Regions from separate parts of the Mus musculus genome. Here region 2 is linked to region 1. Evidence: chromatin contacts called from public promoter capture Hi-C data. All regions are on one chromosome and are shown on one strand. Each heading gives the region's core, a stretch centred on a gene start, on an enhancer-like site or on the middle of the called end of the contact. The rest is flanking DNA. Distances are from core to core; before and after follow the strand shown. Region 1 holds the start of Usp25 (ubiquitin specific peptidase 25). Region 2 holds the start of Atp5j (ATP synthase, H+ transporting, mitochondrial F0 complex, subunit F).

What was found. Promoter capture Hi-C pulls out the DNA fragments that hold promoters and counts their contacts.
Region 2: a promoter capture Hi-C map of pre-B cells shows a contact between it and region 1, with 4 times the contacts expected there. The contact joins the promoter of Atp5j here to the promoter of Usp25 in region 1. A contact is called at or near these places in 1 of 39 promoter capture datasets (pre-B cells) and 2 of 484 Hi-C or Micro-C datasets (CD4 T cells and the HPC-7 cell line).

The regions. Positions count from the first base shown.
Region 1 is chr16:77,012,329-77,016,201 of GRCm38.p6, forward strand. Usp25 (ubiquitin specific peptidase 25) reads left to right here and starts at 1,741. Exons shown (of 24, transcript NM_013918.2): 1 at 1,741-1,812. The coding sequence starts at 1,768.
Region 2 is chr16:84,833,044-84,836,916 of GRCm38.p6, forward strand. Atp5j (ATP synthase, H+ transporting, mitochondrial F0 complex, subunit F) reads right to left here and starts at 1,979. Exons shown (of 4, transcript NM_001302214.1): 1 at 1,766-1,979. It overlaps Gabpa (GA repeat binding protein, alpha), which reads left to right and starts at 2,081. Exons shown (of 10, transcript NM_008065.2): 1 at 2,081-2,500.

The sequences.
Region 1 (3,873 bases), core at 491-2,990:
ACTTTTGAATGGAAGAAAATGACCTTGTAAAACTCTCTCCCCTGTGGAGAATCACAAAGCTACTCTGTGAATGAGAAGTTACAGCGCTGAGGTCTCTAACTGTGGAAACGTAGCTCTGAGGTCCATTCTCAGACACGTGCTCTCCGGGTCTGTGTTCTCATAAACAGCATGTGCTCTGGAATTCTTGCAGTATCCATAAAATTCCTCACCTCCAATCATTTCACAACCTTTGTAGTCAAGGATTTAGGACCATGAATGAAGTCAAAATTTAAAATTTGTCAAACGAACATGACAAATACAAGGAAGGAATCACAAAAGAGGGTTGAAGACATCCCAAAGGAAGATTAGATGTGGTTATAAAGTACAAAGAGTTATTACAAGACTTTTTCCGAGTTATTATGATGATATAAGACCTGGTATTTCTTGGATTCTTTACCAAGCCTGCTTTTCTTGCCGTGGATTAAATTACAGTCTAACTTGTATGTGCACTGTATTATTGTATTTGTAACCCTGTGCTCATTAATCTACCCTCCCCTGGGTCTCGGTCTTACTCTGTCCCTAGTTTAGCTGGTGCAATTGAAGATATTTTACTTCCAGGTTTCTTACTTACTGTTAGGCTTTTCCTCCAATTCCGTTTACAGTAGACTATTCCACATACGGTAGTTAATCGTTTGTTTAATTTGGCAACAGGGATATTAGAATTATGCATCATCTAGGCAGTGATTCTTTCATAATGTTGTTTGCCTTATGTCTATTCATTTAGATTCTCTTCAGTAAATAAACCTTAAATCCCCAGTCTAGCAGTGACTGTCACACATTCCAGTGCATGAAATAAACACAGAATGTCAGTCCTGATGTATGTAACGAATAGTTGAGAAAAGTACAGTCCAGAAGGACTTCTAACAGCGTTCTGCTTATTTGACTTTTTTCTTCCAGCAGGTTCATGGCTTGTGAAATTCCTAGAAAGGCTTGGGTGACATAGGAAATAGCTGGAGTTCTGGGCCCGCCCAGGTTTTGGGACATTACAGGTATGGAAGGACGTTGATTGTTTTGGAGACCGTTAGACAGGAAGGTGATCTGGTATACCGTCCTATGGCTCTAGCCTCGACTGGGGGTCGGGGGGTCGCAATGTCAGAGTTTAGCAAGAGCCTTAAATGGTGCACAGTAACCTGCAGGATGGGCGGTTCTGGCCGTCCAGCCCGCGCGCTGAGAGGAGCTTAGACGGAGGGCGGGGCCCACCAGGGGGCGGGGCAGCAACACAGCCCCTCCTTCCGCTCCCGCGGGTCACAATGTAGGGTTAGGACGGGTGGGGCGGGGCAGAGCGGGGGCGGGGCAGGAGGGCGGGGCGGGGGCGGTGACCGCGGCGAGGGAGGGGCTGGAGGCGGAGTCGCGGCGGCCGGAGGACAGCGCCATTCCGGGTGGCCGCTCCCTCCGTCCGCTTGCCGCCGGCCCGCAGTGGTCCCCCCGGAGCGGTCAGGCGAAGCTGAGTGCGAACGCGTGACGCGGCCCGGCTTGATCGTGCTCTCCGTCGCCTGCGCCCATGGGCCGGGCCGCCGCGGCTCAGCGGCGCTGAGGATCGGGGCGCAGAGGACCTGAGGCGGCCGCGGTGGCGCTCTCCGGTAGCGTCTCGCCGCTTGCCCGCGGGGCCCGCGTTCGCCCGCCGCCATCGCCTTCGCGCCCGGCTGGCGGGGGCGCCGTCCTCCCGGGCCGTCCGCGTCGCTGCCCCGGGCCCGGTAGAGCGCGACAGGCGGGGCCGCCGCGGGGGCCATGACCGTGGAGCAGAATGTGCTGCAGCAGAGCGCGGCGCAGAAGGTGAGGCGCGGGCTGGTCGCCGCTCCTCGACGGGCCGCGTGGCCTCCCGGCCGGCCGGGCCACTCCGGGAGCGTCGCGCTCGGTCCCGCGGGGCTGCGTGCGGAGCGGGGTGTGCAGTAGTGAGAGGCTTCGCGTCCACTCCCTTCTGCGGATTGCTCTCCCAGAACCGACGGCGCCGCGTCCCCAGAGTGACCCCCGCATTCCTCCAGTACTCACTCTGCCAGGCTTTGTAATTAAACTTTCTTCTCCTTCGCTTCCTTTTCCAGTCCCTTTTCTTCTGCAAGAATGTCACTTGTCACCCCTTTTGGACAGTTTCTCTTTCGGAGGTCTTATTGTGCCAGGCCTGCTGTTCTGGGGAAAAAAAAACCGGACCTCCCCAAAACGAATTACCTGTCTTCCAGGGCAGGTACATCGCATCGACCCAGGGTGGAATCTGTACAAGTAGAGTGTTTGGTTGGTTATTCTTTCTTTTCTTTATTTTATTCTCTCTTGGATCTAGAAAGTATCTCGCGCGTAAGGAGACCTTTATGGCTGTTACTCAAATCTTTTGTCCCCTAAGTTTGACCTTGCTCTCTTGTTCGTTCTTTACTCTAGCATCAGTTTCACGCAGAGTTAGGGGGGTCATCACATATTGTTTCTCGAACAGTATCTTGCTAGTTCTAGGTTTTACTTTAAGAATCTTTAAAAGCTCCAGCATAGCTTGCTCCATGTCCTGAAGAGCAGACGGTCATTACTTGTTCTGCCCTCCCCCCTCCCCCCTTATTGGTGTGAAAAGCATTTTGAGCACCGGGGAAATGTTGGCTTAGTTGAATTCTAATTGTAGGAGCAATTAGGTATACAGTGAACAGCCAGAGCCTCCTTTGGCTCATCGGTGTGAGTAATGGATGCCACACCCTGCTGTAGTTTTGACACTAGGTACTTGCTGTAAAGCCTACCTGTGCTTGTCTTTAAAGTGAGGCCTGTTGTACTAAAAAATAGACCAATACCTTCAAACAGCCCCCCCCCCCCGTTTTTTTCTTTTTGTCATTAAAATAGTTTTAGCATTTTATGTTCCTTGAGATAACCAAAGATGTCAGAGAATGTTGGAAAGTAGGGATAGTGCATTGTTATTTTAGACACTTTGGTTAAAGTTGGTTTTGGAGCCTATTTTAGTCTATGCTTCTTGCACATTGAGACGATTATGGTGAACTGTGATGTAGTTTGTAATGTGGCAGAAGAATTCAAGACTGAATAACAATAACGAAGAAAACAGTTGGCCTCCCAATTCTGTATGTTGTTCCTAGAACACTATAATCTTTAGATGTTGATGTTGAATGTGTGCTGTAGTTTTGGTTGGAAGGTCATGGGATCTTTGGCATGTTAAGCAATAGGCTCAGTAGCATTTTCTTTATACTCATTTTGCATTTTAAAACGTCTTTATCTCAAAGTGGGAAAAGTTGCTGTCTTTTTTGCTTCTCTTAAACTTCAAGATTGCAAGGACTTTATGGGTTTTGTCTTTCGTTTTGACTAAACCACTTCTTTGCATAGTCAGATAACTACCTTGATGGCTCAGAACTGTATACATAAGTCTGTAGAATCAAGAATCAAATTACTGAAAGTTAACTTTGTTTTCTAGTCCAATATTCATGCTTAATAAGCCTCCTCTCCCCTAAGAGAATATTCTCTAATTCAAAATATTAACATTGTGATGCTGTTTTTAGCATGTGTTGAGTATGTTAAATCATTTCACTGATAATTGGTGAATGCTTTTAGAGCAACATCATATATTTTTGTACACCCAGAATATTTACTTTTAATGGTGTTGGGGACTGAACCTAGGGCCTCATCATGCTAGCCAAGAACTCTACCAACTGAACTACATTTGTAGTTTTTTAAATGTGTTCCTTTGCCTTGTTAATACACTGTTATTTTGTGACCAGTATTAGAACAGGGCCAAACAGTATGGTTTTAAATTCTTTTGAAACAATGTAACTCAAAGTTGAAGTTTTAAAATGACGCTAGAAACTAGGGCTAGGACTTTGCCTTAAGAAGTAGGAAGTGAACTCTATACTTAAGAAACAA
Region 2 (3,873 bases), core at 729-3,228, 7.8 Mb after region 1:
TTGGAGAAACACAGGCAGAAGTGTCCACATACATATGCACACATAGATACATAGATGGATAGATGGATGGATGGACAGATGGATGGATGGACTGACAGAAATGCACAGAGGGTTTTGAGTGGTACCACTAATAGTTCAAGAATCGTTAACTATATGGCAGCTGATTGGCATAATGGTTATTAAACATATGTGAAGGGAGAGAGTGTATAATTTTCGCTACAAGGGCACAATTCCTGTCTGAAGATAATTTTGGCTGTCCTGAATAAGTTGAATGAAGGTGGCCTATAGTGGGTAAAGTTCGGGCACACTGCTATACTCCCTACAACATGAAAGATAGCAATCTTCCCTATTCTCATTTTGAAGAGTTATCTAAAGTGTCAATAGTACCAACTTCAACAAACCTGGTATAACATTTAGTACTGCTGAAAAAAAAATCAAATAAGCACGAGTTTTCATTCACCGATCCCGATAAAAATAAAACATTTGAGGAAATCAATGCCATTCATACTCTACCAGAGAATTATACAGGCGAAAGAGCTACAGGCAAGTAGACAAGACTTTATAATAAGAACACCACACTTGATTCATCCTGGAAATCTAGGAACACACTTAAGACATAATTAGTAAGGTATCAAGAATTCTTTAGCCCTAAAAATACTGTAAAATACTTCCATATTGTCCACTTAGGAAATACTCTCTAAGTGTTAGGGGAAGGTGCTTCTTTCAGTCTTGCTTATAGGTGATTAAAAAAAATATGTCTAAAGAAGGTTGTTTACCTAACATTCCACAGTCAACCTGCTCCCAATCTAACTGCCAAGACGGTCATTTCTTCTACAAGACAGGGAAAATACATTTTCACTTTCAATAACGCACCATCCCAAACAATGATTTCCAATCCCCACGTCTAATTTAGCGTACTCTCTGAACCCCAAACATACATGTATACTCACCTCCTAAGTCCTACTCAATCGTTCTAACAGTGACCACATTCTCTCTTACCAAAACTACTTGTTGTTTCTCCTTCACTGCCTTTCACTTTTTCAGATTAAATAGAGAATGCGATCTGTTCATGATCACACGGAAGACAAATGGCATCCTAAGTGTAGAACACCATTTGGGACAAATTCCGTACTGAATTAATATCCTGCACTAGCTTGCTGCTTGTTAGAGGTCTGATAGTAACAATATTGGGGAAAGCATGGTGGGGGTGGGGGTGGGGTAATCAAAGTTCAAACCCAGAGGTGTAGCTTTGGGAAGGCGCACGGCTCTCCTATTTATAGCGGTTGACTGACCAGCCTAGCCGAAGGCTAGTCCCTTTGCTGCTCGTGAGTATCTAATCATAAAGTCAATCGACAAAGCATGACTTCTAGATTGGATATAAAACTTTTAGGATATCACCATCGCCCTTTCCTGTCTTAGGAGGCTCGATCGCCGCCTGCATTATTCACAAGCCTGTGGCGCGCCGTGACCTTGGGCTGCCCCAGGCGGGCTGCAGGCTCACCACCCCGTCTTTTCTGCTTTTCGAGTCGGCCCGCTCTGCTCCCAGGAGAGCATTCACGGTCTTATTTAGTGAGCGTAAGGCAAATCTGAATACCCAGCAGGGCCGAGGTCACCTGTGACCCCAGGCCAGGCCAGGACGGTGCCAAGGACACGGGGCTGCGCTCTACTCCCAGGGCAAAGGTGACGGGCAGCCCTCTCTCCTCGTGAAGAAACCCAGAAGCTCAGTCCCAGGAGGCCGAGCTAGCCCAGTTACCCTCCCAGTCACCTTGCACTGAGTCCCGAGCTGCCAGAGTCACCGCCGCCGCCACCGTTCTACTTCCGGCCCTGGCTCCGCCTACACACGCCTACCCGCCATCGCAAGGCACTATGGGCCGCGGCTTCAGTCGTTCGACGCTCACCGGACAGGAAGCGCCTCGAAGGGAGTCTGCGACCGGACGCCTCTAGGTGAGACAGAAGCCAAACAGGAGGAGGAAGTGGAGGGTAAGTGCTTCCGGGTCCCTCAGCTAAGACTCCGCCATCTTTCCTACACTTTAACTTCACCCCCTTTTCCCTCTTGGAGACACTGCACTGTACGCATGCGTATTCTGGCCTGTCCCCTAGTTCAAGCTCCCTTCGGAGTCAGCGTCCCGATCCTTGGGGTTGGGGAGGTGGATGTAGGGTGGGGGTACAAAGGAGCGCGTAAAAACCAAAACCAAAACAAAACAAAAAACCAAAGCGGCTGGGGGGCGTTTGTGCCTCGTGAGCCCCGTCGTCGCGGGCGTTTCGGGCCGCGCAGCCTGCTGGGAGTTGTAGTTCCAGGCCCGGGGGTGCCTGGGAGGCGGGAGAGGGGCTGGGGTTCCTTAGCGCCGATTCCACGGGAAGGGCCCCGGGACCTTACCCTGCTACTCGCGGGAGCGGCGCGGCTCGCCCGGAGAGGCGCTGTACCTGGAGCCCGCGCCGCCGCCGTTCCCAGCCGGCTGTGGAAGCGCGGGCTAGGGCCACGGGACGAATTCCGGAGCTGGTGAGTTGCGGACGCGGGCTGGCGGGGAGCGCGGGCCCGCGCGGGCGGCCTGGTTCCGGGGCTTGTCCCCCCCCGCGGCCGCCTCTGTGTTTTGTTTCCGCTGGGTCCCCGGCGCTGCGACTCCCATTTCCGTTCGTGGAGACTTGAGGGAGCCTGGTGGGGAGGGGCGGGAGAGGCTGTGCGGGAAGCCGAGGGGAGGGGCGCGGGGAGCGGCGTGGCCCGGGCCGCGTTGCGGGACGCGGCGGAGTCGCCCGTCGCACGGGCGCGGTCCAGGCTCGGCGCGCTGGCCGAGCGCACAGCCCCGGGCGCTCCCGGGTCTCTCGGGAAGATGCCAGACCTGTCTGTCACCCGAGTCAGCCATCCCCGCACTAGCAGTACCGATTGCCCTTCTGGAACTGTCCTAGAGTCGCATCGGTGCAATCGTTCTAATGCATAGGATGACTTTCTGCGTCTTTCCCGAAGATGTCAGTGAAAGTTACTGTACCTTGCCAACTTCCCCCACTCCTCCCCCCGACCTTTTTTGGGGGTTGGTGTAGTGCAGTGAACACAACGATGGAGTTTAGGGGATTCCACCCTTAGGGTCCACAGCATAGAGAATGGTGCCAGCGCATCGTTTCACGATGACAAACAGTCATTTGAAACTAAATCCTTAGGTAGGCCAGTGAGATGGTTCGACAGGTAAAGGCACTTGCTGCCGAGCCAGACTGTTCAGCCTCTGGAATCCAGATGGAAGGAGGAGAGAACTGTCTGCTCTCTGACCTCCACAAGTGCGCATGCGCACCTTATAAGTGGTGTCTGGGTACGTGTAAGTTTGTGTTGGGTGTCACTTTCTAGCCTGGCTGACCTTGAACTTGCTATGTAGATTAGACCGGCCTAGAGTTTAGAGGCCTATCTGCCTCTATTTTCTGAGCGCCGGCATTAAAGGTGTGCACTACCTTGCCTAGCAAAATAAGTGCATTTTTTAATTGGTTATTTTATTTATTTACATTTCAAATGTTGACCCCTTTCTTGGCCTCCCCACCTCAATTTTTTTAAAACAGGTAGATTGAGCTAATGACAGGACTGACTGCTGGCAAGAGGAAAACATTTATATAGATCCCCCTCACATTCTTAGGTACCCCATGCCACTAAACACTGGCCATTTTTTTAGCACTTCTTTTTTCTTTCTTTTGTATTTGTATTACTACCTGGATGCCAACTGGATTTACGTCCATTTTATCTTTGCTACAAGTACAGACGCGTAACTTGGGGATACATAGTCGTGACTGAGTCAGTTCAGTAAGTACTGAGTGCGGTAGTAAGGTTGAGGAGCCCAGGGGGGCCAAGTACTGGATTCATCTGAGTCTCTGGCAACTGTACAACAAACCTACAGG